Regions from separate parts of the Anas platyrhynchos genome. Here region 1 is linked to region 2. A link is a contact called in public Hi-C data. All regions are on one chromosome and are shown on one strand. Each heading gives the region's core, a stretch centred on a gene start, on an enhancer-like site or on the middle of the called end of the contact. The rest is flanking DNA. Distances are from core to core; before and after follow the strand shown. Region 1 has its middle 26 kb from the start of NME3. Region 2 holds the start of NTN3 (netrin 3).

Region 1 (4,412 bases), core at 1,372-3,871, 86 kb before region 2:
ATATCCCCTCTCTGGCACAGTGGGAGTTTGGAAGAGGTGAAGGAGTTTAAAGGAGAGGCAAGATGAAGTTACTAGTATGGATCGTTCAATTGAAAACAGAAGAAAATGAGTTTTTGGATGCTCCTCTGAAAGCGACCTGGTTTGTCCATGAGGGAGGCCTGGCTGGGGCTGTACAGATGAAAATTTTCTGAAGCCACATTTCCTCCATACCACATCAAAGCAGAATTCAGCCCTGGAAGTTCCATCACCCCTAAACCTGGAGCTGCATGTCCTGGCGGTGGTATGAGAGAAGGGAGAGACCTAAATCAGGTCTAAATTAGCAGCCAGAAAATGGAGTGGAAAGAGAGCACTGGGATGGAGACAGGCAGGGGGCATTGTTGCTCTTAAAATGGTTCTGTGGCTCATGTACCGCTTAGCTGTTCGGGGAAGGGGGGAATTTCACCCTTGATTCCCCCTAGATGGATTGGGCCACGGCTTTGCCTTCTTTTTCACCCTGGATCCACTGAAACAGCAGCATCGTGGGCAGGGAGCAGCTCCAGTGTTGGAGCTAGCAGATGTGAAGTGAGCAGAGAAGGGGCTCTGAGCATCTCAGCAGCCAAATGAAGGCTGAGCAAGGTGTGGACTTGCTGCTTCCTGGGGTAGAGGACTGAGAATCAGGATGTGGAAAAGGCAGAGGGACTCAACACTTATTTTGATGCTGGGGCCAGTATCGTTTAGTGTCTTTATTAATGACTCAGAGTGCACTCTCAGTAAGCTTATGGTTGATAGCAGATTGAGGGCAAACAGTTGATACACTGGAGGGCACAGCTGCTATTCAGAGGGACCTTCACAAGCTGTCATCTATTTTATGCTGTGATGTGCATTTCAAGGCTGATGGCCTGCCTTTTCCCTGCTGCCTGGGCTGCTCGTTTGCTCCTTGATTGCATTTCAGGCAGCCTCTCTCTCTCTGGAGATGATGGAAACAAGCCTCCTTTCTCAATGTAAGCAGCTGAAGGGACTGTTTCGGACTTCTCACATCTCAGAGCGAGTGGAATTTGCACTGCGAACCCTAGTTTCATGTTTGTGGATTTCCTGCAGTAGCAGCACTGCCAGGAGCCACATGTAAGCTACTGTACCAGCCCAATGTGTGGAAGGCGGCTGTGTCTGAGAGGAGGCACCCTCTTGGAGGATCCCTGCCCCAGGTTAGCTCTCCAGGCACAGCCTGGCACGAAGCTGCATCCCTCTCTGTGCTAGCTAGCAAGGGGACTGTGTTCTGCGAGAGGAGTAACTGCAGAGGTCCACACTGAATTGCAGAGCAGTAGCAAGGGTGGTGGGAGCACATCAGCAGTGCCACCTTGTTAGCTGTGCACAGCACATCAGCACTGCTGCATCTTCTGGGCAGCATCTGGGACAGCCTCCCCTGGCCGTGCTCCTCCTTTTCATTATTAATGGGCACATTGTAAGGTGGAGTGGTATTATTTATAAGACTGATTTTTCTCTCTCCTTTGTTTCTGCCTAGCAAACAACGTCCCCCTCCGCATCCCACGACTGTTCGCCTCCTTCAGATAGCCGTGCGGGGATGTTTGTTGATGTGACAGCATGCAGCAGCCAGCGCTGCCAAAGTCAATGCGTCCCGTGTCCATTCTGAGCAGGCTGGGACTGTTGGCTTCGAGTCTCCTGAGAGATCCCAAGGCTGTTTGTTGACTTTGCCCTTGGCCAGTGTTAGATAAATACTGAACGTGTATTATTTTTGTGCTTCTTCCTCTGAGCAGCTCAAGCGCTATGGTGTCAGTCACTGACATCAGTTGTTTCCCCTGGATTGTGTTCTGAGTGGAGAAAAGTGATCTGTGAAACCTGCCTGAAAGGGTAAGGAAATCGTGGCCCTTCCTCCTGTTCTGGGGCCTAGATGTGCTTAATGCTACCTGCCCTTCTTGGGCGCTGCTCTCCCAAGAAAGGGGGCTACTTCTCTGCGTCACATCCTGGTGTTCTCGGTCATTTCTCAGTGTTATCCACTGTGTTTTATGGCTCTTGGCCTCTGTGTCAGATTTGGGTGAAACAGGTCAGCGGGCTCCCGAGCTGCTGGGGATAGATGAAGAGACATAAATAGAGTGATTGCATAAGTTTCATTTCTGTCGCAAACCAGACCGAAACAGCCAGCTCCACCATTCCCCGTTGGACAGCTTGCAACCGAAAGCATTGCCGAGGTAATGAGAACAATGCTTCCTGGTTCCTGGACAGGATCTTCTCTTGGTGTAAACTATTTCTATGCCATTGGAAGCAGTCAGCAGATGCTGATTTGCAGCAGCTGGCCTGAGACTGCAGAGCACACTTCCCACTGGACTCCAACCAGCAGAGGACAGACACGATGGGAGAGGTGACCCAAACTGTTTCTGGGCTGCTCAGCTTTCCTGGCTATATGGAATTTCAGTTTGTGGCAGTAAAGTAGAAGATGAAGGCTAGCCCAGTCCTGCAGCACGGTGCTGTGCTTTGGTTCTTCATCCTACGTCAATAAACTGTGCCTGATCTATGGGATTAGGCAAGGTCACTGTTCCCTTCCCTTCTGTGTGCCCAGCTGCCCTTCCCACAGCACTCAGCGAGGGACAGGGCAGGTCAGGCAGCCTGTAGTTGGCGTGGGTGACGGTTAGCACAAATATCACATCATAAACCACAAAAACAGTGAGCAGCGGGGCTGCTCTGCTGCGATTCAAGGCTCTCTAAGAAGAACAGGCGAGATAAGGAAAACCAGGCAAAGCGTCCTTGGAAAGATAAACGGAACAAAACAAAGCAAGTTACAGTTGAGTTGGGAAGAAAGCTCAGTGCTGAGAGCAGTGAAGGTGGTTCTAGACAAAGAACTGCAAAAATTTGAAAAGGGAGTCAGAATACAGAAAGCATGAGCAAGTGAGCAGGCTGTAACCCCCACAGAGCCTGCAGGAGCTGCTGGATCCCCAGCACAGCATCTCCACGCTCCTGATACTCCAAAACTGTCTGCCCAGCACCCTGAGACACCCCTGCCCGACACCCACTTGCCAAGGAGAGGTTGTTAATGCAGGTGATTTTGAGCATGTGGGCATAATCGTGCCAGGTGCTTTTCCATCTGGGTTTCTCTCCTCCCAAGTGTGAATTGCCCCTCTACCGGGGGGTGCACGTGGATAGGTGCCACGGCACGTGGGAGCTGTGTGATGCGCACAGGGGTGGCTGAGTCAAAGAGATGTGCAGCAAGTCTTTTAACAGGAGATGGGTTCAGGGAACTGGGTGCTCAGGGGACAAATTATTCAGGGGCATAACACTGCTGCTTGTGCTCCCGTGGAGAAGCTGGCCTGGAGAGCAGGGGTGGTTAAGAAGCAGGCAGGACAGCGGGGATGTGTCCAGGGGCTGAGCAGCACAGTATTGAGCCTTCAGATGTTTTCCTTTGTAAAGCTGCTCCTGGGATCTCGGCCTGCTGGAGATGATGGTATGTGCTCGCTGTCTCATCGGGGCAGGCCTAGACACCCAGACACCATCAGATTTTGGCTGCAGCACCAACCTGAAAGTCTTTCTTGGTGGCTGTGTGCACCCCTGCCTCCTGAGGCTGAGAGTGATCCGTGCATGAACACATTTTGCAGGACGTTGGGAAATGGGGGCACTGAAGTGTTGCTGTTGAGGTATGGGTGTTGCTGAAGGAAACACCTTCCCTCTGCCCCACGTGTGGGCTGCAGGCCATGCTGGACCACAAAGGTTTGTGGTGCTCATTGGGATCCTTCCTTGTTTTTTTTGACTGCACACCTGCACACACATCCTGCCCCAGGGAAGGATGATAGGATGATGTCCTTACATTACCCAAACCCTTTCCATTTGGGCCCAAGGGCATCCATGGCTGAAAGAAGGAGACAACACAATCGCCCCTTGTCACAGCAGCTCTTCCCAGTGCCACCCACAGCTGCTGGGAGCAGCCCCGCACACAGGTCCCAGCTCTACCAGCACCTCCCGTGCTGGGAGCACAATGCCTTCAGCCGGGCTGGCCCCAGGGAGAGGTGTGGGACAAGCAGACAGAGCTAACACCTCTCTGCAGCCCTGCTTTGCTGCTGGCAGCACTGGCCTCCAGCCCCGTGCCTCCGCGCTCTGATCAATGAGCTGCCTTGTGCTGATGAGACCGGCTCAGCAAAGTGGTTTTTTGTCCGTCCAAGCAGGGCTCAGGGTCCTCCTGTGCCCGCACATGTGCTGAGAAGACAAGGTGATGGATCAATTGCTGGAAAGAAATTGGACAGTCCCAGGGCAGAGGGAAGCGAGTAAAAGCTTGCAGCGAGGAGCTGCTTCAGAGGAGCCTCCTGCTGAGCCACCAAGGGCTGCCTGGTGGCTGAGAGCGGGTGCTGAGCGGCTCTGTGCCACAGCCAGGACCCGACACGCACTGGAAAATGCTCCTGCTGAGCTGTGTCCCTGGTGGCACACCTGGCCCG
Region 2 (4,783 bases), core at 2,177-4,676:
TAACATGCCGGGCACAGATGTTGAAAATAGTCTGGATGAATATTTAAAATGGTATTCAGAGATGACAACATTTGGCCAGCTTTGAAAGATCTCTCACATCGGGTACGGGATGGCTCACGACAACGGGGCCGGAAACACACTGCACTCTAACATCTCGTTTTTTCTCCCTGGCTATTGGGACAATATTTCATGCCCCTGGTGTCACACAGCCTGTTACTGCTTGAGTGCCAGCCAAGTCTGCAGCATTTGGAAGAGGCTGTCACGTACGTTTTTAACATCACGGGGCAAAGCGGAATATGGAAAATCTGTCGCATTTCCATACCGAGCGCAAGTGTCCTGCGCAGGCTCGGGGAGGGGCTCATGGGGGCACAAAATAATTGCTTCCTTATGGAGCAGGGCCTGGCTAAGAGGGTGGGGGAACAGGAGATGGGGGTGCTGCGAGCACCCTCGGCGCAGTTGGCTGCTTCTTTGGCAGAGGAAGACGGAGCCATTCCGGCACACGAGCACGTGTCCCAGGGCCTGCACTGCTGCTCGCCTCCTCCTGGGGACCCTGCTCTGCCCCGTACCTCCTCCGCCTGCTGCCCAAAAGGGGCCTCGGCAGCAGGCCCTGGCCCAAACCTCAGGTGCCAGTGCTCTGGGGGCAGCACCAGTGCTGCTTGGCTCGGGCTCTGGAGCCTCCTGACTTTCTGCAGGGCTCCTCGTCGCAGGCCACGGCGCACTCAGCTGCATCCCTGGGCCTGGATCCTTCTCTCGCAGGCTGCAAACTCACCTTGGCTGCTTCCAAAGCCAGCACTGCACCTGTCCTCTCCTTGACAGAGACCTACCTCGCCTTCCTCCTCCTGCTTGCGCCCACCAGCACCTCTGCCGTGGGGCTGGGACCCCTGCAGCCCACCGTGCACCCAGCACCGGGACTGCAGGACCTCCTGTCCCCTCGCCAGCTCGCTCCACCGGGCGGTCAGAAAAGCACAGCAGCTCCCTCTGTTTTATAGAGGGAATACTGCAGAAAATAAAGGTGCCCACCATCCAACCAGCCACCTTGAAGGGAATGTTTGAAGCACGGCTCAGGCCACTTCCCCACTGCACTGCTTACAGGGCACGCCGATCCCTCGGAGAGCGGGAGGCTTTGTGGGTTGTGGGGGAGCAGAAGGACGGGTGTCACCTCCAGCCGTCCGGGGTTTGCATGTCCAGGTCTGGCCTTGGTGTCATCTGAGCCCGGCTACGGGTCCCACAGCCTGGCTCTTGTCTCATCTACTGCTTGGGCACATCCCCAGCTGAATGCACACACAGGCACTGCCCCACTGTGCCGCAGGACGTCCGTGTTGCCCCTGCTCCTGCCCAGGGCCTTCCTCACCCACCCAGCTCTCCATGCTGAGAGCCGGGCTGTGGGGGACTGCTGAGCACCACGTCCCGCAGCACGGCACTTGGTCCTTCCCCCCCGTAAAGGTATTTCCATCCGCCCACTCTCCGGCGGGGAAGCCAGGGGAGGGACAGAATTTTGAAGAAACGAGGTTTCAGCAGGATTTCCGAGGCAGAAAGGCAAACCCACCAAACGCAGCCGGGCTTCCCATCCCCTCTCCCTGCCCCACGTCCCGCTCACACACCAGCCACGGTGCGGGGGTGCCCAGGGGGGTCTCACGCAGCCTGGGGTGCCCTCAAAGCGATGGGGCTGAGCGGGGGGAGCGCTCCCTGGGGGGAAGCCCCCCTCCCGCACAGGGGTGCCCCGGAGGTGGCCGCACTGGGATGGGGCAGAGCCGAGGTGCGGGGCCGCCTGGTGCCTGCCCCGTGCGCCCCCCACCCCGGGGCTGGCACCTCGGCAGCCTGGCTCGGCTGAGCCCCCCCCCCGAGCAGCTCGGCTGTGGGACTTCGTGCAGCGCCGCGCACCCCCCCTGGCCCCCCGCCCAGGGTAACGGCAGCGAGCGGGGCCGAGCCGGGCCGGGACAAAGCGCCCGGAGCTTTGAGCCCGGAGCTGCGGGAGGCACCCCCCCCAAACACACACACACACACACCCCCTTCCCCGGCTCCGTCCCGTTTTTTGGCGAGCCCGGAGCCCGGCTCGAAAGGATGAAACGGGAAAAAAAAAGGGCGGGTGGGGGGGGTTGGGGTGGTGTGGGGGGGAGAGGGAGGAATAAAAGGCAGCGAGGGAGGGAGCGGTGGGAAGGGAAGCTGCTCGGCGGGGGCAGCCGTGCCGGGAAGTTGGAGGAGCAGCTTACCGCGGCCGGGCAGGTAGCGGGCTCGGTCCGGTGGCAGGTCCGGGGGTCGCGGCGGCGACAGGAGCCGGGGCCGCCGCAGCAGCGCGGGCGGCAGGGAGCGGGGGCCGCTCCCCCTTCCCTTGGCTGATGGCAACAGGAAAAAAAAAAGAGAAAAAAAAAAAAGAAAAGAATAAAAAAAAAAAGGAGGGTAGGGAAAAAAAAAATAAAGAAAATGCAATAGTAACAATTCGCCAGGAAATAAAACGAGAGAAAGCAAAATAAAGGGAAATTGTGCCAAGCGGGAGTGCTGCTCCGGCGGTGCGGGCGGGTCCCCAGCGCCCGCCCGCTCCGCCGCACTGCCCGTGTCTGCTCCGGCTGCGGGAGGCGGCAGGGAAGGAGGGAAGGGAGAAAACGAGAGGAAAAGGAACAAAAAAAAATAATTACAAAAAAAAAAAAAGAAATAATCTAGAAGTGGAGAAACTGAGCCCCGGCCGCTGCCTGGAAGCGGAGTAAAAAGGCTCCAATAAATCCCGGGTTGAAAAGAAGGGAAAAGTCACCTCCCCGAGGAAATCAGAAGCAGATTTCGAGCCATTTAATCACATGCAGGGAGGTGTGTGTGCGTGTGTGCGCCGCCCGCCGCGCCGCTGCCAGCCCTGCCTCCGCCCTCCCGCGGCCGCGGCCGCCCCGCCGGGAGCGCAGCGCAGCGCAGCGGGCCGGGAAGGGGCCGGGCGGGGAGCGGAGCGGGCAGGGGAGAGAAGGGAGCGGAAGGGAAGGGAAGGAAGGGAAAGGAAGAGAAGAGAAGGCAAGGGAAGAGAAGGGAAGGAGCGCAGCGCCCTCCCCGTCGGGGCACCGAGCCGCTCGCTGCCCGGCCCGAAGCGGGGCAGGTGGGTGGCAGCGCTGCTTGCCCCCCGGAGCCCTGAGAACCCCCCAACGCTGAACTGAGCATGGGAGAGGGCTGTGCCCGAGCTGTGCCCATCGCCTGGCCCTGCTCGTCGTGCCCTCCGACCCGGCTGAGAGCGGGGAGCGAGCAGCCCCGGCAGCCGAGGGCTCAGCTGGTGCCGCAAGGAAGGTGGCTGCTAATCCTTCCCCTGCTTCCCAGAGCAGAAGAAAAGAGGGATTTACCAGGCGGGGAGTGAGCAGCCCCCTCTTACAGGATCGGCTCCATCCCGTGATGCGGGGGCTTTTCACGTGTTGCTGCACCAAGGCTGGACTTGGCCTGCGATGCTCGGGCAGGAGGCAGGCGAAACGGGGGCATCTCCAGAGCCCGGGACAGCTGCCCCCAGGCTTCCCCAGGAGCTGCCTGCCCCCCAGCCAGCCCCAGGGCCACCTGCGTTCAAGCTGGCTCCAGGAGTCCTGGAGAGGGGGGGGAGGAAAGTGAAACGAACTTAATCAGCATTTGTGTGAGGCAGAGGAGGGGAGCAGAAAACCTGGATCTGGATCTCCCCCCCCTGCTTAGCTGCCCCTCTGCGGCACAGCCCCCAGGCTCACAGCCCCACATCCCGCCCGCAGATGTCCTTGCAGCGAAGGCAAGGGCTTGAGGAGAGAGCAGGGGAGGTGGAGGGGAGGGCAAGGTGCCAATGCGGCGCTGGAGCTGCCCACCCGCTGCACTCAGGGCACGGACCACCTGTGCAAGCCCCCCCCCAGCCCTCCTCGCCCGCTCCCGCAGGACCTGGTTAGCCACATCCTGTTGCTTCGGGGAAGCAGGTTGCAGGGTTGCTCTCCCCTGCTGGGCTGGCAGATGCTTGCTGGAGGAGGAGACCCCAGCTGGCCACAAGGCCCGAGGGAAATGCTGTTTGCAGCTCGCGCAGCCTTGATGCGCAAAATGCATTTCCCCAGCTCCAGCGGCGGGGACAGGCACAAACAACGGGAAAGCCACCAGGTGACAGGGAAGGGGAGAGCTGGGAGATGGGTAGGGAAACTCAGCTCCTGAAGTCAGATGCCACGGGTGTGCTGTAGCTCCATCATCTCTTTCAAGCACTTTGACAGCCAGGAGGCCAAGCCACAAGCTGCGCAGCCCAAATGCAGATGCTGGAGGGGGAGGCAAATGCAGGGCCAGCCCGCACGTTTGCCTTGCACGTGGGCCAGATGTGAGCATGGTGCAGAGCGAGGCCCGTGATTTTCAGGAAAGTGCAGGATTTTGTGCATGGGCCTGAAAGCAGAGTGGGATGGGATGGCCAAGGAAAGGGGGCGGGAGGGGTACAGCTCCAAGATCCTGTGGTGCCACAAAGCTGGAATTGTCCCAGTGACTGACCTGGGGGCATTTTCCCCACCAGAAAGCACAAGGACTATCACGGACATGAGCCACGATGCTGAGCCAGCATGGCCTGGCTGCCACAGGGTGGTGCTGAGCCGGGGGCTGCATCAGCTCCCACAGTTTCCATGCTCAGAGGAAGATGTCAAACCCCTTGTCCTGGGGTGTCACGAGTGACATTAGAGGGACTGGTCACCGTATGGGGAGTCCTGGAACTGGTGTAAACAGACTTCTCATCAGCAAAAGCCCAGCTGAGAAAGACAGAATCTGGCTCCCCGTTTCCACTGCTCCCCATTTCCATCACCTCTTTCCAGCAATGCACAAGGAGCTCAAGAGAAAAACG

Evidence for each region. Hi-C and Micro-C count contacts between places; a contact is called where the count stands out from the background.
Region 1: a contact with region 2 is called in a Hi-C map of F1 follicle, with 3 times the contacts expected there. The contact joins the enhancer-like site here to the promoter of NTN3 in region 2. A contact is called at or near these places in 6 of 8 Hi-C or Micro-C datasets (F1 follicle, liver, skeletal muscle and 2 more).

The regions. Positions count from the first base shown.
Region 1 is chr15:7,858,535-7,862,946 of IASCAAS_PekinDuck_T2T, reverse strand. No RefSeq gene overlaps it. Among named protein-coding and RNA genes, the nearest start is that of NME3, 26 kb to the left of the region's middle. Within about 2 kb of position 2,621, at least 3 of the 8 cell types and tissues checked have an H3K27ac peak or open chromatin away from gene starts, as enhancers often do. A contact at or near this core is called in F1 follicle and small yellow follicle, where this site is marked.
Region 2 is chr15:7,772,520-7,777,302 of IASCAAS_PekinDuck_T2T, reverse strand. NTN3 (netrin 3) reads right to left here and starts at 3,426. Exons shown (of 7, transcript XM_072023812.1): 1 at 3,312-3,426.